Regions from separate parts of the Mus musculus genome. Here regions 2 and 3 are each linked to region 1. A link is a contact called in public promoter capture Hi-C data. All regions are on one chromosome and are shown on one strand. Each heading gives the region's core, a stretch centred on a gene start, on an enhancer-like site or on the middle of the called end of the contact. The rest is flanking DNA. Distances are from core to core; before and after follow the strand shown. Region 1 holds the start of Retsat (retinol saturase (all trans retinol 13,14 reductase)). Region 2 holds the start of Ino80b (INO80 complex subunit B). Region 3 holds the start of Lbx2 (ladybird homeobox 2).

Region 1 (3,930 bases), core at 713-3,212:
AACAAAACCAGAAAGATGGCAACTGCACAGGGCTGTAACGTCAGTTCTGTGAATGCAAGCGAGGAAAGAAAAGGCAATAAGGCTCAGGGTGGGGGCTGGGGACGCTGGTGGTTCAGGGAACTGGGTTTCTTTGGAAGAAGCAAGGTCTCTGAGTGCCAACGGAGGTGGAGCAGGCAGAGCTGCTCAGAGGCTGCTACTCTGAGAGGTCACAGCACCAGCCTCAGAAAAGGAGGAAGGTTGGTGTGCCGGGAACCTCACAGAACCAAACTGGAATGCACGGTCAACACAAGACCTGGGATTTGTTGTTTTCTCCCAGTCTTTTACTTCCTTTCCTCCTTTATTTACTTACTTTCTTTGATTTTATTGATTCGTGTTTTTTAAGACACACGGTTTCACTACACATGTAGCCCTAACTGGGCTGGAACTCCCTATGTAGAGATCCACCTGTCTTTTCCTCCCCAGCGCTGGGATCACAGGAATGTGCCACTATGTCCAGTAAATCTGCTCATTAAACATCATTGCCCAAGGCCAAGTGTTCACAGCTTTAGTCTCAGCACTCAGGAGGCTGAGGTGGGAGGATCTCAGTGAGTTCAAGGCCAGCCTGGTCTATATAGCAATAGCAAGTTCCAGGACATCTAGAACTATAGAGAGAAACACTGTCTCAAACAACTAAAAACTAAAAAAAATAAAATAAAAAAAAAATCTCCATCCAAGCCATGGTGGCTCACATCTGTAATCCCACCATTTGTAATCTCTTGCTGATGGTGGTTGGAGAATCACTGTGAATTTGAGACACACTTGTCCTGTATAGCAAGTTATAAGCTAGCCTGGGCTACAAGTATGAGACCTGCCTCTCCCCCAATCCACAAACAATAACAATAATAAAATAACTGGGTGTGGTGCCTCTTAGGAAGTAGAGGCACAAGGATCAGGAGTTCAAAGTCAGTCCCCAAAAAATAGTGCAGTTAAGGCTAGCCTAGGCTTGGCTAAAATTTACAAGTCAGAGGCTCCTGGAGGTCAAAGAGGTGATCCTTGTTTGTTTTTTGAAAGTTTTGCATTTGGGGGTTTTGGTTGTTTTGGGGTTTGATGTGTGCATTTAGACAGGGTCTCATTGTGTAGTCCAAACTGGAATTAAATTGTTGCACCACTATGCCCAGCTCCAACACTTCCGTAAAACGTTGAAAGGCAGACATGCTGGTGCATGCTTGTAATCTATCTCATCATGCTGGGGACAGAAGAAGAGGGCTGCTCCGGGTTTGAGCCTGGGCTGCGAAGAGAGTTCAAAGCCAACTCCAGTACAAAAGTGAGACCAGTCTCAAAAACACAAACCTTGGGAGCACTCTACACGTGCTTTAGAGATGGTTCACTGGAGAGTGGAGTTCTTATCCCTAGCCAGTACTGAAATTCCGAAGTTATTATCAAGCTTCAGTTCTATGAACTGGACTACATTTTGCCTGCAACCCGCTTGTTAGGAAAACTTTCAGTGCTGCTTCCCTGTGCCCCCGAGCATGCACAGAAGTATAGGGAAAAGTTGGCTCCAGACCCAAGTAGGGGAAAGGTCTCTTATTCTGTGTAAGCCGTGAGCTGAAAAGATTCCAACTGGCGGGGCTGGAATTTGGCGTGCCAAGGGTAATGCCTGCACCCTTTCAGAAGCAAAGAACACTAAATTATGGAACCTCTGTGTGCAAGAGAAGTTTTCCCAGCACTTTACTAATGGGGAGACATGAGCAGAAGGCCCGAGAGCAGGCCTGAAACCCATCAGTTGACCTTGTTTGAGAACTTTCTTCCTAGCCTCCTTGTCGGTCACCAGGGGTTCAGGCGGTCGCTTGACATCCTCGGCGAAGGGGTTCGGGGAACTTGCAGCGTAAAGGCCCACGTAGACCCTGTGGAGGATCACCAGCAGCAGCACGGCCAGCAGCAGAGCAGTGATCCACATGTTGCTGCCAGGGCTCGGAAGACCGCGTCCTTTCCCCGCTGAGCTCGGCTTTTATAGCTGAGGCCCCGCCCCTCTAGTTCGTCCTTGGAGTAATACCAGACTTGGAGGAGCCGAAGCATTTTGACTCACGCCTGCTCAAAACTGATGAAGATTGTCCATTATGGACCTCCGTATGATCTTTGCAGAGCAGGAGTTCAATTGCCTAATGGGAAATGTAGTTCTAGCGCGAGACAGGCGACACTGCACGGCTGCGCGAAAAGGGGGATGTGGGATCCCCCCCTTACCGGAACGCTGGGGACGCGTCCGGTGAGCAAGGGGTCTGGTGAGGGAGGTGAGGGTGAGGAGGACGATGTCTGGTGGAAATGGTCACCGCGGGACCACAACAAGGATGAAAGTTGCAGGTCTGAGAGAGATCCTGTCTGGGAGGCAGAGAAGACCTGGGTTCTGGTGCCTTTTCCGTGTTGGATTCGCTGGAACCTCGGAGGCAGTTCATTGCTTTCCTCCCCTCTCCTCTTCCAAGCAGTGACAAAGTTTCTGTGCCCACACAGCCTCTGTCTGGGTATCTGAGTTGAGACCTTGTTGAGACCTGCACAGGAGCTCTCCTAAACCTGTGTCAGCCCAGGACTGGCAGCCTCACACCGACGTTATCCCTAGGTGGATTCCCCTAATCGTAACTACTCTATCAGGCTCTCAAAGTGCAAGCCACCTAGGACAAGCCTCAAGAAAGACTAAGTCAAGGATCATCCTGTGTGTTTATTTGCATTTAAGGACGCACCAGCTTCTAAATCAGCTTTTCAGAGAGTTTAAGCTCCAGCAGACAGTCTAGATATCCTACCATCTTAATGTTGCCCTTTGAGGAAAGTAGGTCTGAAATACGTACTTGACTTAAGAGGGATTTGTTTGTATAGGAGGCCCATTTCCTCAGGTACCCACTATCAGGAGGAATGACTTCGTAACTTTGAGTGTTTTGTCCTTGTTTTAGGCCCCAGCGGTGCTCCAGTCCGGTATGTAAAGCAGGTCATGCTTCTATGCTACTTGGTTCGTTTTCCCCACAGTAACAGGAGAGCCTTCCCGAGACTTTGTCAGTCCTACCTGTGACCCTGCCAGGTTATCTGATGTGTGTGTATCTTATGCTGTCATTTAGGCCGAGATGGAAGGAAAGGAAAAGAGAGGTAGATGCTGAGGTTCTGGGGAGGGGGGGGGGGAGCTAGTTCCTGGGGTGTTTCAGGGAGGACGTTACCACCATCCTCTCTAGATCACAGGCAGCCAGGCGTCGAGCCCAAAAGCTGTTTGTTACTGGCAGTCAGTCCTTGGGGAATGTAAATCATAGTCCCCTAGTGGAGGACTGGCTCCGTGGAGGGCCTCCCCACTGACTTAGTCCTCTGAGTCTGTGAAGTATGACTGTCAGTTGTGTGAGAACCATCCACTCTCATTTTCCCCCTCGATATCAGGGGTTGAGCCTCCTTTGCTGCCACTAGGTTACAGTCCCAGCCTTTCCACACTGACTCTCTGGTGTGTGGGTGTGAGCATGCATGCCCATATAGGAACAGAAAGATCAGGGGGACTGTAAATTGCCTGTTCTGTCACTCTGTGCCTTCTACCTTTGAAGTTGGTAGAATTGCTTCTCTGACTGAATGTGGAACTAGGCCCAGCAACCAGCAATCCTTTTAATTCCATCGACCAGAGTGCTAGGGAGCCAAACTCAGGTTTTTACCCTGAAGCAAGCCCTCCTGCCCACTGAGTCATCTTCCCAGCCCCTTGTGTGTGTGTGTGTTTTTTTTTTTTTTTTTTTTTGGTTTTTATCTGGGTGAGCAGAGCGGTGTGTGCCATGGTGCGTGTGTGGAGGTCAGAAGACAATTGCTTCTTTATTTCTACCAGTCTTCTAGGTCCCTCTAGGGACTGAACTTAGGTCATCAAGTTTGCTGGCAAGCACCTCGACCCACTGAGCCATTTCACCTGCCCTTGCTTTGTTTTCTGTTGAGACAGAGTCTTGC
Region 2 (3,930 bases), core at 406-2,905, about 11 Mb before region 1:
TCTTACCCACTGAGCCATCTCACCAGCCCAGAAGCCCTGTTTCAAAAATGAATGGATGAATAAATAAATAAATAAATAAATAAATAAATAAATAAATAAATAAATAAAATCAAGAGAATCAAGGGGCTGGAGAGGTGGCTCAGCTGTTAACAAGATTTGCTGGCCTTGCAGAGGACCTGAGGAGGCCAGAAGAAGCATCCAGATCTGAAACTGGAGTTACTGATGATTGGGAGAAGCTATGTCAGCACTGAGACCCAAACCAGGGTCCCCTGAAAGGGCAGCAAGTGCTCTTAGCTGATGAGCCATCTCTCTAGTCCCATTCAGATCATTTTAAAACATTATGTGCAGGTGTGTGTCTGTGTCTGCCTATGTACACTTGAGTGCAGGTGTTGGCACAGACCAGAGCTATCAGATTTCTTTAGAGATGGAGTTACAGGCAGCAGTGAGCTGCCTGATGTGGGAGATGGAAAGTGAACTTGGGTCCTCTGCAAGAGTTGTGTGCATTCTTAACTACCGAGCCATCTCTCCAGCCCTGAATCACAGGTTTTAGAGTTTTTCTCTTATTTATTGGCATATTCAATTCTGTGCTTTTAAAAAATATGTATAAATTAACTAGAAGATAAAGGAAAACATTCACAAATTTTAAACAAAATTTAAAGGGGGAAAAGGATATGTGAAAAATGGCAGCAAAGTTTGGTTATTAATGCCTGTAATCTCAGCCCTAGGAAAGCTGAAGTAGAAAGTTCATGGATTTGACACCAGTCTGGGTACATACGGAGTACCAAGCCAACCTGGGGTACATAGTGAGACCCCTTCTCAAACAACAAAAACAAAACAAAGGTCTCCCACCTCCCTCATTTCCCAACCACACATCAGCAATTTCTCTCACCAGTTTCCTACCTTGCTATGTTTGGTTTTGTTCAAGTTAACTAGCTTCCTAACTTCGCAGTACAGGGATGTAGTAAATTCATTTAGATCCCTCATTAGAGGGATTCTTGTATTCTTTACAATGTAACTGTTCTCTGGAATCTAAATTCTCTGTCAATCTTATTATTTCACAACTTTTCTTAGTTGAGAAGCTTAGTGTTTACAAATAAAGATGCACCGCAACGACGTTGCCCCTCATTGCCAACCAATGAGAATGGGGAGATGGGGGTGGGGGGAAGGAGAGGAGAGGAGAGGGGAGAAGAGAGGAAAAAGAGAGGAGGAGGGGAGGGGAAGAGAGAGCGATGAGAGGGAAGGGGGAAGACACAAACAGACAGACATACATACAGACAGGCAGATAGACAAAGAGAAGAGACAAGAGACAGCAACACAGAGAAAGGGAGACAGAACAGGTCAGGAATCTAATACAGGGAACCCAAGTTAGGGGAAAACCTTACCTTTTTTGGTGGCTTTTCCAGCCTCCTAGAGGCTTTGAACTTTCGTTTTGAGAACAAGATGGCATTAAGCCTGGCCTCGAACTCGTAATCCTTTTTAAGTCTGGTGCGCCAGTAAGGTGCCTAGCAATGCCGGAACTTTTGTTTGGAAGGGACCCTGTTTCTTATCGGAATATTTTTGGCTGTAAGGCGTACCACGCACAAACATGGTTGCCAGGCGCCGGAAGTAGCCGGTTATTTTGCTGGATTCCGTTCTTCCGCGGGGCGGAAAAGGCATGTCGGCTTGTGTCCCGACAGTTTCCAGTCCTCTCCCTTTGCAGGACCCCATGAGCAAGCTGTGGCGGCGCGGGAGCACATCTGGGGCTATGGAGGCCCCCGAGCCAGGTAAGCGCGGGTGGATCTAACTCGAGTGATCTTGAAAAAGGAGTCGCTGTAACTCCGTGGAGCCGGTGGAGCCGGGTCTGCCCGCCACAGGTGGGAAGGAGCGAGGCGGGGCTGTTGTTATGGTAACAGCTAATAACGTGGGAAGAGTGGGACTCAGTTGAATTGTTAGGTTAGTCAGATCTTCCCCCTGCCACTTTTTGGCCGATCCCCTCAGACAGGCTCTCCTTCCGCAGGGGAAACGCTGGAGCTGAGCCTGGCAGGTGCCCACGGCCACGGAGTACACAAGAAAAAACACAAGAAACATAAAAAGAAACACAAGAAAAAGCATCATCAGGAAGAGGAGGCCGGACCGACGCTGCAGACTCCTGCCAAGCCCCAACTTAAACTTAAAATCAAGCTGGGTGGACAGGTCCTGGGCACCAAGAGGTGAGATCAAGTATTTAACTCGGGAAAATTCAGTAGCAGGTGGGCTGGGTCCAAGTTAAGGCAGCAAGAATCCCAGCAGGTCGGAAAAGCTGTTTGTAGCTCCAAAGTAGGAGAGAGCCAGCCGCTTGTTCACTTTAGAGTAGTGTTTCTACTCTGCAGTGTCCCCACTTTCACTGTGATTCCTGAGGGGCCTCGCTCACCGTCTCCCCTGATGGTGGTGGATAATGAAGAGGAACCTATGGAAGGCGTACCTCTGGAGCAGTACCGCGCCTGGCTGGGTGAGAAGACCGTAGAGGTGGCAAAGCTGGGTTGCTCATTTCTAACCAGCAAAAGGAAGAGGGTGGGGTCTGAGAATTTTCAGTGTACTAGGACCAACTTCGATAAATTAATGTTTGCACTTTCCTTCAACTTTCCCACCCAGATGAAGACAGTAATCTGTCCCCCTCCCCACTTCGGGACCTGCCAGGGGATCTGGAGGGCCAGGAGGAAGAGGAGGAACAGAGATGGTTAGACGCCCTGGAGAAGGGAGAGCTGGATGACAACGGAGACCTCAAGAAGGAGATCAATGAGCGGCTGCTTACAGCGAGACAGGTAAGTTAGTTCCATCTGTATTCACTCGACAAACATATGGAGAGCTTGTTGTTTCTTAGGCAGTGAGAGGAACAGGAAAGGAAGGTGGGTGGATATTCAAGTGCATGCTGACAGAAGGTAAATGACTTTCCTTTTTGAATTGGGATCTTAGTATTTAAGCCCTGACTGGGATATGCTTGCCTTTGCCCCTAAGTGCTGGAGTTAAAGGTGTGTACTGCCACACACACACACACACACACACACACACAGAGCTCCTAAGTAACTTTTTAAAACTCCAGAAAATAGGGCTGGTGAGATGGCCCAATGGTTAAGAACACTGACTGTTCTTCCAGAGGTCCTGAGTTCAACACCCAGCAACCACATGGTGGCTCACAACCATCTGTAATGGGATCTGATGCTCTCTTCTGGTGTGTCTGAAGAGGGCTACAGTGTGATCATATAAATAAACCTTAAAAAAAAAAAAAAATCCTACAGAAAATAGGAATGCTGAAGTAGAAATTGCCAAGACAGAAACATTAGGGTAGTTGTGGGGACTAGCTCATTGTTTTCTTTTGTTTTTTAAAGATAAATCGTATTTACTTTATGTGGATGAGTGTGTGCCCGTTGCCCATGGAGGCCATTGGTCATCAGAACTCCTGGAACTAGATTTACAGACAGTTGAGAGCTGCCATGTAGGTGCAGGGAACTGAATGAGAGTCCTCCCCAAGGGCCGGTGCTCCTCGCCGCTGAGTAGTCTTTCCAGTCTAGAATGCCTTTGAAGAGATGACATTTCCAGTACCAGGGGAGCTTCTCAGACAGAGAGGCCAGCTGACATAGAGCCCAGGGGCACAGAGACCCAGAAGGAGAGTGTGGCCAGGTCACCCAGGGGGATATATACTGACAAGTGACATAGCTGGCTTAATTACTTTGGCAATTATGTGCTGTGAAGCTTAGTAGGGGTAAGGAATTTCCTTAGGAAGCTGCTGAAGTGTAGGCTGTCGTGGCGCAGACCTGTGCCCCAGAGCTTGAGAGACAGGAGGATGGTTACAAATTCCGAGGCATCTAAAAATACATATAGATAGCCTGACACAATCAATCAATAAACTGGGAGAGGGGTATGGGGTGTGGAAACTGGGAGAGCTGGTGATGGCCCGAGTCCAGAAGAAAGTAG
Region 3 (3,930 bases), core at 1,025-3,524, about 10 Mb before region 1:
AGGAAACCTAGTAAAAGTTTAATTAAGAGTAGAAGGCTCACATTATCATATAGGGGCCAACCTAAAGGTTAGTACTGAGGTCTCCAAGGCTGCAAGCCTTGGGAACAAAGGTAGCCAGTAGGGGGTAGTGGCCGGAAGCCACCACTAGAATCCTACCCACTTCCTCTCCATCCAGTGTCTCCAGAGGTGAAAGACAAGCCAGGTCTCTGAGGAGTGGCCAATGCCTGTGTACAAATCCTGACCTCAAGCCTCTTTTGAAAAATAACCATAGCCAGACACATACCTTTTAGGCTTGCTACTTGGGCTAAAAGAAGTTTTAAAGGAGCCGCAAGGAATTTCCCAGTGAGTAGCGGCTTGCCTTGGTTTGGGTTGCGGGCTTTCCGAATTGAGGCTTCTTGCAGCAGCAGAGTGGCGGCTTTATTCTTTAACGAGTAAGAAAAGTAGGAGTGTGGAGTAAGAGACAGAACAGAGCTAAATGGGTGTTTACCCTCCACCCGGGAACCCAGACAAGGCCTCTAGCAGGGGGTCCAGGGCCCTAAAATCCAGGGCTGGGCAGCAGCTTCACTTTCAATCGTCCACCTGTATCTCCTCATCTGATAAGTTGGGCTCAGAATCGGGCCCTGAAGGGCCAGGGTCAGGGCTTGAAGTGCTGTCTGGCAGTGCTGGGTAACACAGGACTCCAGGGGACAACCCGCATAGGGAGGCCACGTCCGCGCGCATCTCCTCCACATCCCGCTTGAGCTTGGCGCGACGGTTCTGGAACCAAGTGACCACTTGCGCATTAGCCAGGCCCAGTCGCGCAGCAAGTCCGTCGCGCTCTGACGGTGCCAAGTACTTCTGGAAGACGAATCGCCGCTCCAGCTCCAGCACCTGCTGTGCAGTGAACGCTGTCCGAGACTTGCGGCGTCTCCGGACACCAGCGCCAGGCCCCGGCGGCGCCTCCGGGGCGGCTCTGCCTGCCAGGATGAGACGGAAATGTCAGTCTCGGCTTTGGAGGAGGCTGAGGTCTGGATGGAAAAACTTAGGGTCGCGGGGCTTAAGCAGGTAGAGGGAGCGGGGTGGGCCAGCATCACGATCCCTATACACCGGGTCAGAACCCGGATTCGAAGTGCAGCAGGCCTGTGGGAATGCTGACGACAGAGAGATGAGATTACTCCAGCGGGTAGAGGGTGAGTGGGACTGACCAGAGATCTGGTACGAGAGTCAAGACCGTTTGGAGAAGGTCTCTGACGCCGTTTGGAGCTCCAGGCTGTGCGTGGTAGTAAGTTAGAGGCCAAATTGAGGTCGGGTGACCCATCTGGCCAAATAAAGTCCTTAACACCAGCTCTCTTTCCGGGAGCCCAAAGGGAAGGAAGGCAGGCGGAAGGCGGTTCCTGTGCCCAATAGTGCTGCAAAGGATCTTCTACAGGGCTCAAGAAGTGACTGGGGCTGGGGCTGGGGCTGGGGCTGGGGCTGGGGCTGGGGCTGGGGCTGGGGCTGGGGCTGGGGCTGGGGCTGGGGCTGGGGCTGGGGCTAGGTAGCTGGGGCTAGGTAGCTGGGAGGAATTTTCTGCCTTGTCCTAGCCCTGCCTCAGTCTTTTCTTGCCAGCAGCTCAAGCGTTTTTTCTCTTCCACAGCCTTTCTTGGTCATGATTACCCCGCATACAGCGAACGTACCAGCAGCCGAGCGGGTCCCTGGATTCGCTCCAGCCTGGCGGTACCCCTCAGCCCCTGCCACCCCCTGGAGCAATTGCAGTCTCAGAACTAACTCAGGAGACCTGCCGAGCCCTGTCAAATGCAACTCCTGACACTTGGGCAGAAGGCAGGGGGTGGGTAAAAATGACCAGCCAGGGCCAGACAAAACTTTGTGACCAAGGACGAGAGAGTGAAGCGGGGGGTGGAGGGAGAGACAGATATAGACAGGGACAGACAGACAGATCCGCGCGCGCGCGCGCACACACACACACACACACACACACACACACACACACACACACACACACACACAGTTCAAGTCCGCTACTTGGCTGGCGTGTACCTTCAGAAGGCTGTGGTGTAGCCCGCGGGGAATGGCCCAGGAAAGTTTTACTTGCTAGCTCCTCCAGCGCACACAGTGGTGACGCGGGATCAGGGCCGGCCTCGGGAAGCTGCGGTGCAGAAGGTGCTTCGGGGACCATGCTCGGACCTAGGATGTCTGCGATACTAAAGGGTGTCCGGCGCTGATGTACAGAGTTCATGGCAAGCGGGATTGTAGCGATCCCGCCTTCTGCTGCGCTTGGCTTCACAACCTCCTAGGCCCCCAGCGCTCAGCTTCCGATCTGGGCCCCCTGCCTCGGACCCGCCCCCTAGAGCTCAGTTGAAGCCCCACGTCCCCTCCTCCTGCACCCCCACCTCCTTCCAAGGGCCTCAGTGAATCGGGTGCCCATAGGTGTACTGGCAGCCTTATTTCTTCTATAGAGTAGAAAGAAGCCCATGGCTTCTGATTTTGAGGTGCACATTCAAACTGGATGTACTCCCCTGGATTGCATGCTGCTTGGCTCCCTACTTAAACTCTGGCTCATAAATTCTAGGGCAATAAAATTGCTTTCCCTGGCCTCAAGGACTGGGGACTTGCAGGGTTCTGAGAAACAGGATCAGGGCTGATTGTGTTAGGGACTCAGCATCCTAACTTTGCCTATCTTTCTCACCCAACCCTGGGAAAAGGTCTTAAAGAGAAGATGGTGGCTAGAGATGGTTGGTGTAGTGTGGGGGTCCAGGATCGAGAACCTGGCCTATTGGAATACCTGTCATAAAATGATACCACAAGGAATGGGGCAGGCCACACTGTAGCCTGGAGGCTCCAGTAAGTTAAAACCCACCCAAAAGGATCTCAGAGACCTGGGCTGGTACTACTTGCTCAGAGGGCTCCTGGCTAGTGAGGACTGGACTCCAGAGGGCCAGCTCTTCTTACTGGCTTGCTATAGATCTGACTTTATCCTTTTATTAAGTCCTCAGAGTTCAGGTGTGACTTCCTGTAGGATCACTCACTCTCCAGGGAAGACTAATGGAAGGCTTGGCTTGTTCATTGCGTTTTGTGTTCTCTGTCCCCATCTCCTCCACGTTTATTTGTATCTGGGTTAGCACTCCATGATCATCTTGAGCTGAAATAAGGCAACTCTGGCTTAACAAAGCTGGGTCAGTAAGGTTGCATAGGCCTGGTTCCTTTTCTAGGCAATCTTCCTCAGATAGCTGAAAGCTTTACAGCTTATAGGTATAGACTGGCTACTCCCAAAGAGCAAGCCTCTTCATTGCTAGGGCAGTTGCAAATGCAAGCCAAAATTCATTTAAATTATTATTATTATTGTTGTTGTTGTTATTTTGAGACAGGCTCTCACTGTCCTGGATCTTATTATGTAGACTAGGCTGGTCTCGTGTGTGCCACCATACTTGGCTTTAACTTTAATCAATCTATTTATGATTGAGCTGGGGTCTCACTATGTAGTCCAGGCTCTGCTCAAACTCAAAGTTAACCTTGGCTCAGTCGTCTGTGGAGTGAGCCACTGTGCAGTCAAAATGAGAATTCTATTTATGCTTGTTGTGCTTTGTTTTGTTTTGTTGGGAGTGCAATGAAAAGCCAGAACAGTCTCTCCTACATTGTTCCCAATGTCACCTCTCCTGTAGCCTCTCCATCTCCCACTATTATTCAGTGACCTCCTCCTTGGGGCAAGTTAACTTAAGCGTTTGGGTGCTCCAAAAAGGTCTTAGGAGACCCTGGAAACCTGGGCCAAAGGCTACTCGACAATAGGACACTCCCCTTAGTAGGAGGGGTGTTTTCCCCGTCCCGAGTTTCTTCTGGTGATACTCTGAGCCTTCAGGCACCCAGGTTCTCCTGGGGTCTGGGGGATGCTCTTGGGCTTCAGGAGGCACTGCAGGGTCAGAGAGCAGAGCCAGGCCTCAGTGGAAAGCTGAGCTG

Evidence for each region. Promoter capture Hi-C pulls out the DNA fragments that hold promoters and counts their contacts.
Region 2: a promoter capture Hi-C map of pre-B cells shows a contact between it and region 1, with 6 times the contacts expected there. The contact joins the promoter of Ino80b here to the promoter of Retsat in region 1. A contact is called at or near these places in 4 of 39 promoter capture datasets (cranial neural crest, liver and pre-B cells).
Region 3: a contact with region 1 is called in a promoter capture Hi-C map of hippocampal neurons, with 5 times the contacts expected there. The contact joins the promoter of Lbx2 here to the promoter of Retsat in region 1. A contact is called at or near these places in 2 of 39 promoter capture datasets (hippocampal neurons and liver).

The regions. Positions count from the first base shown.
Region 1 is chr6:72,596,634-72,600,563 of GRCm38.p6, reverse strand. It overlaps Retsat (retinol saturase (all trans retinol 13,14 reductase)), which reads right to left and starts at 1,962. Exons shown (of 11, transcript NM_026159.5): 1 at 1,768-1,962. The coding sequence starts at 1,936. It overlaps Elmod3 (ELMO/CED-12 domain containing 3), which reads left to right and starts at 2,151. Exons shown (of 12, transcript NM_001253692.1): 1 at 2,151-2,242.
Region 2 is chr6:83,122,844-83,126,773 of GRCm38.p6, reverse strand. It overlaps Ino80b (INO80 complex subunit B), which reads left to right and starts at 1,655. Exons shown (of 5, transcript NM_023547.2): 1 at 1,655-1,763; 2 at 1,997-2,189; 3 at 2,349-2,467; 4 at 2,611-2,780. The coding sequence starts at 1,706.
Region 3 is chr6:83,084,709-83,088,638 of GRCm38.p6, reverse strand. It overlaps Lbx2 (ladybird homeobox 2), which reads right to left and starts at 2,274. Exons shown (of 2, transcript NM_010692.4): 1 at 2,017-2,274; 2 at 396-956. The coding sequence starts at 2,215. The coding sequence ends at 568.